Regions from separate parts of the Callithrix jacchus genome. Here region 2 is linked to region 1. The links are chromatin contacts, called in public Hi-C maps. All regions are on one chromosome and are shown on one strand. Each heading gives the region's core, a stretch centred on a gene start, on an enhancer-like site or on the middle of the called end of the contact. The rest is flanking DNA. Distances are from core to core; before and after follow the strand shown. Region 1 overlaps TRIM14 (tripartite motif containing 14). Region 2 holds the start of TRIM14 (tripartite motif containing 14).

Evidence for each region. A called contact is a pair of places that touch in the nucleus more often than the background predicts.
Region 2: a contact with region 1 is called in a Hi-C map of skeletal muscle, with 2.0 times the contacts expected there. The contact joins the promoter of TRIM14 here to the enhancer-like site in region 1. A contact is called at or near these places in 2 of 3 Hi-C or Micro-C datasets (induced pluripotent stem cells and skeletal muscle).

The regions. Positions count from the first base shown.
Region 1 is chr1:146,183,478-146,187,746 of calJac240_pri, forward strand. The region is part of intron 6 of TRIM14 (tripartite motif containing 14); the gene reads right to left. The region is part of intron 2 of NANS (N-acetylneuraminate synthase); the gene reads left to right. Among named protein-coding and RNA genes, the nearest start is that of NANS, 6.8 kb to the left of the region's middle. Within about 2 kb of position 2,269, at least 2 of the 16 cell types and tissues checked have an H3K27ac peak or open chromatin away from gene starts, as enhancers often do.
Region 2 is chr1:146,244,057-146,248,325 of calJac240_pri, forward strand. TRIM14 (tripartite motif containing 14) reads right to left here and starts at 1,976. Exons shown (of 7, transcript XM_002743119.6): 1 at 1,739-1,976. The coding sequence starts at 1,945. It overlaps CORO2A (coronin 2A), which reads right to left. Exons shown (of 12, transcript XM_054258168.2): 12 at 4,012-4,269.

The sequences.
Region 1 (4,269 bases), core at 1,019-3,518:
AAGTTGTCTCTGGCCAGGCGCGGTGGCTTATGCCTGTAATCCCAGCACTTTGGGAGGATGAGGAGGGTGGATCACCTGAGGTCAGGAGTTCAAATCCAGCCTGGCCAACATGGTGAAAACCCAGTCTCTACTAAATGTACAAAAATTAGCTGGGTGTGGTGGCGTGTACCTATAATCCCAGTTACTCAGGAGGCTGAGGCAGGAGAATCACTTGAACCTGGGAGGTGGAGATGGTAGTGAGCCAAGATCTTGCCACTGAACTCCAGCCTGGCAACAGAGCAAGACTCCATCTCAAATTTAAAAAAAAAAAAAAAAGGGCTGGGTGCCGTGTCTCATACCTGTAGTCCCAGCACTTTGGGAGGCCGAGGTGGGCAGATCATGAGGTCGAGAGATCGAGACCATCCTGGCCAACATGGTGAAACCCCATATCTACTAAAATAAAAAAATTAGCCGGGTATGGAGGCACGTGCCTGTAATCCCAGCTACTCAGGAGGCAGAGGCAGGAGAATCACTTGAACCTGGGAGGTGGAGGTTGTAATGAGCTGAGATTACGCCTCTGCACTCCAGCCTGGCAGTAGAGCTCTCTCAATAATACTCCATCTCAATAATAATAACAACAACAACAACAAATAGCAAGTTGTCTGGAAGTAGGGAGCAGCCACAATGGAATCCCAGAGTCCCTCCAAGTTTGTGGGGACACCCCACTTGGCCAGGTTTCTCCTCATAGAAAATGGTCTGGAAACCAGTGTCTGGGTGTGGTGGCTCACACCTGTAATCCCAGAGCTTTGGGAGGCTGAGCTGGAAGGATCGTTTGAGGCCAGGTGTGCAAGACCAGCATGGGCAACATAGGGAGACCCCTATCCCTACAAAAAACACAAAAATTAGCCAGGCGTGGTGGTGCACTCCTATAGTCTAGGAGGCTGAGGATTGCTTGAGCTCACATATTTGGGACTGCCTTGAGCCATGAATGGGCCACTGTGCTCCAGCCTGGGTGATAGGGCAAGACCCTGCCTCACACACACACAAAAAGAGCAAGGAAACCACAATTTTGGAGTTTGCCCCTTGCTGACTAGCCTTGACTGACTTGAGTGGGGAGACATTGGCATTGTCCAGAAGGAAGTGACTTGCAGGATTGTCACAGGTGGGTTTTGGCTTGGCCATGCTACATCCTGGGAGAGTCCAGCTAGTGTGAGGTCCTGGGCCTCATCTGCTCTGTGACCTGCCTCCTTAAAATTTCTTCATATGTTCTTTTGAATGTAAAAAACTTTTAGTTGTAAAAATAACATTACAAAGTTTAGAGAACAAGAAAAGGGGAGAAAATTGACCCATAATCCCTCTGTAGTAGCTCTTTTTATATATTTCCGCAAGTCTTTTTATATGCTTGTTTTATTGCCTGCTTGTGCTCTTTAGTGAACACTGAGTTCTGTGCATGCTCGTTTTAGTTAACATTATAGCACGAACTTTTACCCAAGCATAAAACCTTATGCTTGAAGATTTTAATAGCAATGTAATACTTCTTTTGCCTCATGGACTATCTATAGCTAACCATTCCTCTACTTTTGGACATGGAGCTTATTTTAGGTTTTTTTTTGTTTTGTTTTGTTTTTTGAGATGGAGTCTTGCTCTGTTATCCAAGCTGCAGTGCAGTGGTGCACTCTTGGCTCACTGCAACCTCCACCTCCTGGGTTGAAGCGATTCTCCTGCCTCAGCCTCCTGAGTAGCTGGGACAGATATGCACTCCCATGCTCAGCTAATTTTGTTGTATTTTTAGTAGAGACAGGGTTTCACCATGTTAGTCAGGTACGTGGTGACAAGGATACAAAGAAAATAGGTCATGCATATATTGCTGGTGGGAATGTAGAATGATCCAATCATGCTAGAAAATAGTTCATTCCTTCTTTTTTAAACAGCCTTATTGGGACATAATTCATATGCTGTACAATTCAACCATTTACAGTGGACTGGGAGTTTCTTATAAAGCTAGACATGTGTTTATCATATGACCCACCAGCTGTCATTTAATAATTTATCCCCAAAGAAGTGAAAACTTAACATTCATACAAAAACTTGTACGTGAGTGTCATCACAACTTTTATTCTTAGTAGCTCAAAACTAGAACAAGTGAAATGTTCTTCAGCGGGTGAATGGTGAAACACTGGTACAAACGTACCATTGAGTGCTGCTCAGCAATCAGAAGGCATGAACTGTTGATGTGCGCAGCAGCCTGGATGCATCTCAAGGATATGATGCTGAGTGAGAAAGCAGCATGCACAGAAGGTTGCATTCTGTGCAATTCTGCTTACATGACATTCTGGAAATAACAGAATTATGAGGATGGAGAACAGACAAGTAGTTGCCAAAGGTTAGTCAGGGGAAGGGGCTGTGCTTATAAAGGGGTGACAGGAAAAGTCCTTGTAGCAGTGGCATCATGGTACCTTCTGTATGTTGAAAGATATGTATACTCTTTAGTAATTTTTTTTTTTGAGACAGGGTCTCGCTTGGTTGCCCAGGCTGGAGAGTAGTGACACAATCATAGCTCATAGCTCACTGCAGCCTCGACCGCCCAGGCGCAAGCAATCCTCCCATGTCAGCCTCCTTAGTAGCTGGGACTACAGGTGCATACCACCATGACCAGCTAATTTCTAAATTTTTTGTAGAGATGGGTTTCCCTATGTTCCCTAGGCTGGTCCTAAACTCTGGGCCTCAAGTAGTCTCCCACCTTGGCTTCCCAAAGTGCTAGGATTATAGGTGTGAACCACTGTACCTGGCTTCCTCAGTAATTTTTAAGATTCTAAAGAAGAAAACATTTAGGACCCTATGCTGAATGGTGTGTATGCATACCCCGCTGTGTGGTGTGTACCCTGGCTATATGACAGCATGGCTGCATGGCACACACCTCAGCTGTACGGTACATACCCATGCTGAGTGGTCCATACCCCAGCTGTATGATACACACCCTAGCTGTATGGTACACACCCTGCCATGTGGCCCATCCCCCGGCTGTATGGCCCAGTGGCCAAATGAATGGACTGTAAGGTCAGATTTATTTTTTTTTCTTTGAGACATAGTCTTGCACTGTCGCCCAGCCTGGAGTGCACTGGTGTGATCTTGGCTCACTGCAACCTCCACCTACCGGGCTCAAATGATTCTCCTGCCTCAGCCTCCCGAGTAGCTGGGATTATAGGTGCCCGCCATTATGCCCAGCTAATTTTGTATTTTTTTAGTAGACCGAGTTTCACCATTTTGGCCAGGCTGATCTTGAACTCCTGACGTCGCGATCTGCCCACCTCAGCCTCCCAAAGTGCTAGGATTACAGGTGTGAGCCACCACGCCTGGCCTAAGGTCAAATTTTAAGTTGTTGTATTTTTTGAGATGGAGTCTTGCTCTGTTGCCCACATTGGAGTGTAATGGCATGATCTCAGGTCACTGCAGCCTCCGCCTCCCGAGTTCAAGCCATTCTCCTGCCTCAGCCTCACAGTTAGCTGGGACTACAGGCATGCACCACCATGACCAGCTAATTTTTTTTTTTTTTTTTTTTTTGGTATTAATGGAAATGGGGTTTCACAATGCTGGCCAGGCTGGTCTTGAACTCCTGAGCTTATTAAATGTGATTGTTAATATAAAGCATAGTACACAATCAGTATTCAGTGAATGTTAGTTACAGTTAAGGAAAGCAACCTGTGCTAAAGGCTGGGACATCTGGGTATTTTTTTTTTGAGACGGAGTTTCGCTCTTGTTACCCAGGCTGGAGTGCAATGGTGCGATCTCGGCTTACCGCAACCTCCGCCTCCTGGGTTCAGGCAATTCTCCTGCCTCAGCCTCCTGAGTAGCTGGGATTACAGGCATGCGCCACCATGCCCAGCTAATTTTTTGTATTTTTAGTAGAGACGGGGTTTCACCATGTTGACCAGGATGGTCTCAATCTCTTGACCTCGTGATCTACCTGCCTCGGCCTCCCAAAGTGTGACATCTGGGTATTTGCCCTGACTTTGCCCTTAACTCTCGGTGTGACCTTGGTGAGCCAATTCTCTGCCTGGGCCTCCATTTTCTTTTCTGTGACCAAGCTGCCATCCAAGGACTCTCCCTATTCTGGTGTCCTGAGTCAGCACAGAACCAGGGAAGATACCAAGGTGACTTGCACCTGGAATGGGGACTTTTCTGCTTCCGACCACATTTCCTGATATTGGGAGCTCCCTGAGCTCCTGGATCTGACCTAGGAGAAAGGTGCCTCCTTGCACCTGGGAGGCTGCCGAGGTGGACCGTGGTCTG
Region 2 (4,269 bases), core at 726-3,225, 60 kb after region 1:
GGTGTTGTTCTGCCATAGAGATTCTCTTTTTCTTTTATTTATTTCTTTTTTTTTTTTCTGAGACAGAGTCTCACTCTGTCACCCAGGCTGGAGTGTAGTGGCATGATCTTGGCTAATTGCAACCTCCCTCTCCTGGGTTCAAGCGATTCTTATGCCTCAGCCTCCTAGGTAGCTAGGATTACAGACATGTACCACCACACCTAATTTTCATATTTTTTTAGTAGGGATGGGGTTTCACCCTGTTGGCCAGGCTGGTATTGAATTCCTGGCCTCATGTGATCCTCCAGCCTCAGCCTCCTAAAGTGCTGGGATTATAGGCATGAGCCACTGTGCCCGACCACTATGTCATTTTTATATAAATTCTTGTTAAACAATTGAGGAAATGCCTCTGCTTTTTTTCCCTCAAAAACTTATGTGTAACTGCTGCTAATTAGAGTGGATAGTCAGGGAAATTTGAATCTCTGGTCCCAGTTTGCCATTCCCAAGCTTTGGGCTTAGATAAACTCTGCACTTAATTATATTTTCTGAATCTTATTACTTGAAGTTGACTGTAGGTAAGTGGGTAGGGGGTTGGGCAAACGGATGGGTGAGACTCGAGCCAGATCTGTGAAAAGCAGCCTTGTTAATTCTGAGTAACTGTTTTTCAAGGAGCTATTATTATAATTACAGCCATTTCATACATAAAAAAATGGAAGGGTCTGGTGGCAGGGGCAGGTCTTGAGCCCAGGACTCCAATGGATTGTCCCCCATACACCCCTTTTCACCTTGGAGTTCCAAGGTTGTCACAATGTGGTGGTCTGGAGTCAGGCGCTGCAGGGGAAAAACTCGAGATGGGACCGAGTTCATCACAGAAGACTTCTTGAGACAGAAGTGGTAGAATCAACATCTATCAGACAGGAGGGCCTGCGTCACCCAGGCTTCATGAAACCCTGAGAGAGGATTTGGGAGGAGCCACAGAATAACAGCTGGGAAGCTGGAGCAGGAGCCCAAAGCCCCTGGCCACTGCTAGGATTATGCATGGGCGAGGCTTCCATAATGAGAAGGGCCCTGTTGGGGGCATCTGGCTAATGGAGTCCTGGGTTCAAGGCCTGCCCCTGCCTTCAGAGCCTTCCTCTTGTGGCCTATAAAATGTCTGTAATAACAATAGTTGACACAGGGCTGCTGTGAGCAGGAATGGGAGTGTCTGTGTGGCCAGTGAGGGGAGAGGAGGTAGGTAGTGACTGTTGAGGCTGCTCCCAGGGCAATCGGGCTGTCCTCAGTTCAAGGTTCACAGCCTCTTTCTGTGGGGTTCACAGGCCATTTCTGTAGACTACAGATTGAGTAAACTGGAGATGTCTGTGTGACTCTCTGAGCTACACAGGGCTGTTTATTAACAGGGAGGGTTTGCACCTCTGTTAACTAAAAGGCAGACTGGCTTCCAGCCCAATGGCAATGTGGTGGACCCGCCATGGTGGACAGGGTCAAGGAAATCTGGGTACCAGTTTGGGCTCCCAACCTCTCACTCCTAAACCCACCTTTTCTGAAGCTCAACTGCTGGCCTTGACTCGTCCTTGCCCTTCCGTGGGTCTCAGTCTCCGGTTCTGAACTTTTCGTCGACCGCTTAGACGCCCTCTGGGGCACCTGTGGTTTCCAGGTTGTTACCCGCCCCTGGCCACTGGATGGCAGGCACACCCCCTCTTCCACCGTTGTGCCTGGGCTGGCTCCCACAACTCCCGCGCGGCGTTCCCACCGTCCCCACCTGCACGTGTACCGCCGCCTCCAACGCCAGGTCCACCCGGTGGCCGCGGTGCGCGCCCAGCACCGGGCAAAGCGCGCACACGCAGCGGCGGCAGCTGCGACAGAAGAGCTCGGTCACGCGGTCGTCGTGCTCCGGGCAGCGCCAGCCGCATCCCTCGACGAGCTCCGATCCCCCAGGGGTCAGGTTCGCAGCCGCCGCACCCGCCATTCATCCCCGCCGCCTCGGGCTCCCGGGGCACGGGGCGGGGCTCACACGGGAAATCGAAACCTCGGCCGTGGGCGGGGCGGCTCCAGGCCGGCCCAGCTCCGGCACTGGAGGACCGCAGGGCGCCCCCGGCCGCCGGGAGGATGACAGCTAGCCGCGAGCAGCGAAGGGCCTCGGAGCACCCTCCGATCAGCAGGGTGCTCCCTCTGCCCGCCCAAGTCGGGAGGTGGCCCCAGCAGACATGGGAGGCTCCTAATGGGCCAGCTGGGAGAGGGTGGGCTTCCTGCTTAATGACGATGGTCCAGTAACGCCTAGAAAACTGCAGCCCTGATGATGGGACCAAAGTTGGCTGTGACCTTCCGGGGTCAGGGGGACGGTGCGCCTCTTACTTTCTCCTGATCCTCTGTTGCCCTTTTCCCGGGAAAGATAGCCATTCCCACAATTGTGAGAAACCTCGTCAACCTCAAATAATGACACAGAGATTCTCCAAATGAGTTTATTTCGGACTGAGCAAAAGCATTGCAATCCGGGAATAAATGTGCCATGGCACCCAAGGGGTGGGGGCACGGAGTATTCAGGGAGGCAAAGGAAAGCGGAGGCTTTTAAAGGCAAAACGAGGAGGATCGCATATATTGTATTAAAATAATAATACTTGGTTACAAGAATAAATACGGTGGCTTCAGCCCAAAAGTTGGACAGGCAGTTGCTGGGCAGATGTCCTCATACGGTGGCTTTTGTGCAAGATTGTGGTTCTTTGTGCAAGGTTGCAGTTTGGTGCAACCTATTATCATGCAATAATAGTTCCTGTTATCAGGCAAATCGTTAGTGAGGGCACCCAACTTCATGGCCTCCCAAACTCCTGCGCTCAAGTTATCTTCTTTTTTTTTTTTTTTTTTTGAGACAGAGTTTCGCTCTTGTTACCCAGGCTGGAGTGCAATGGCGCCATCTCGGCTCACCGCAAACTCCGCCTCCTGGGTTCAGGCAATTCTCCTGCCTCAGCCTCCTGAGTAGCTGGGACTACAGGCATGTGCCACCATGCCCAGCTAATCTTTGTATTTTTAGTAGAGAGGGGGTTTCACCATGTTGACCAGGATGGTCTCAATCTGTTGACCTCGTGATCCACCCGCCTCGGCCTCCCAAAGTGCTGGGATTACAGGCGTGAGCCACCGTGCCCGGCCTCAAGTTATCTTCTTACCTCATTCTCTGGAGTAGCTGAGACTACAGGAGCACCATTTAGTTTAGTTTTGACGTAAGTGACTCCAACTTTCATACACACCCTCCCACCACTAATTCCACTTGCTCCAGGCTCAAGTCTCGGCTCCCGTTTATAAGACCGGCCTTCCTTCCTTCCTTCCTTCCTTCCTTCCTTCCTTCCTTCCTTCCTTCCTTCCTTCCTTCCCTTCCTCTCTCTCTTTCTTTTTGAGACGGAGTCTCGCTCTGTCACCCAGGCTGGAGTGCAGTTACACAATCTCAGCTCACTGCAATCTCTGCCTCCTGGGTTCAAGCGATTCTTCTGCCTTAGCCTTCCGAGTAGCTGGGACTACAGGCATGTGCCACCATGCCCAGCTAATCTTTGTATTTTTAGTAGAGACAGGGCTTCATCACATCGGCCAGGCTGGTCTCGAACTCCTGACCTTGCGATCCACCTGCCTCAGCCTCCCAAAGTGCCGTGATTATAGGCATGAGCCACTGTGCCTGGTCTCCTTGGCTCTTTCTTAAGATCCTTGGTCACCGCCCTGCCTATGCTCCACCCTTTGCTTTTTCAAGACTGGGAGACATGCAGTTTGTCCTACTTGGAACAGTCTTCTTCCCAAATACCCTTTTCCCTGAGTATTCCAACTTATCCTGCAAATTTCTACCTTCTTCTCCAGGAAGCCTTCCCTGCTTCTCCTTCCAAAATAGCTTACGCTTCTCCTATCCTGGCCCTCCCCATTCCCTAAACCATGAGTGAAAACTGGAGAGGGCAAAGACTATGTCTGTCCTACCTGTTTTCCAACTTGGTGTCTAACTCCAACAGTAGATAGTGAATTGGTATTTGTGGAACACATCAAGGAAATGAAAGCTCCATGTAGTAAAATGTCTGGCCAGATGTTTATTATTTTGTTACATTATTTTCAATGCACATTCCACATCTATTTATTTTCATTTTTATTATTATTTTTCACAAAGGTACAAGGAATTTCAGAAACAACATTGAAACAATCATTCAAACGGTGTCAGGCACAGTTGCAATTAAAAGCATAGATTTGATTTCTGACTTCCTGTTTCTTTCTGTGATACAATCTCAAGTTTTGTTCCAGGAAGCACAATTATTGTAGCGTTAAGGT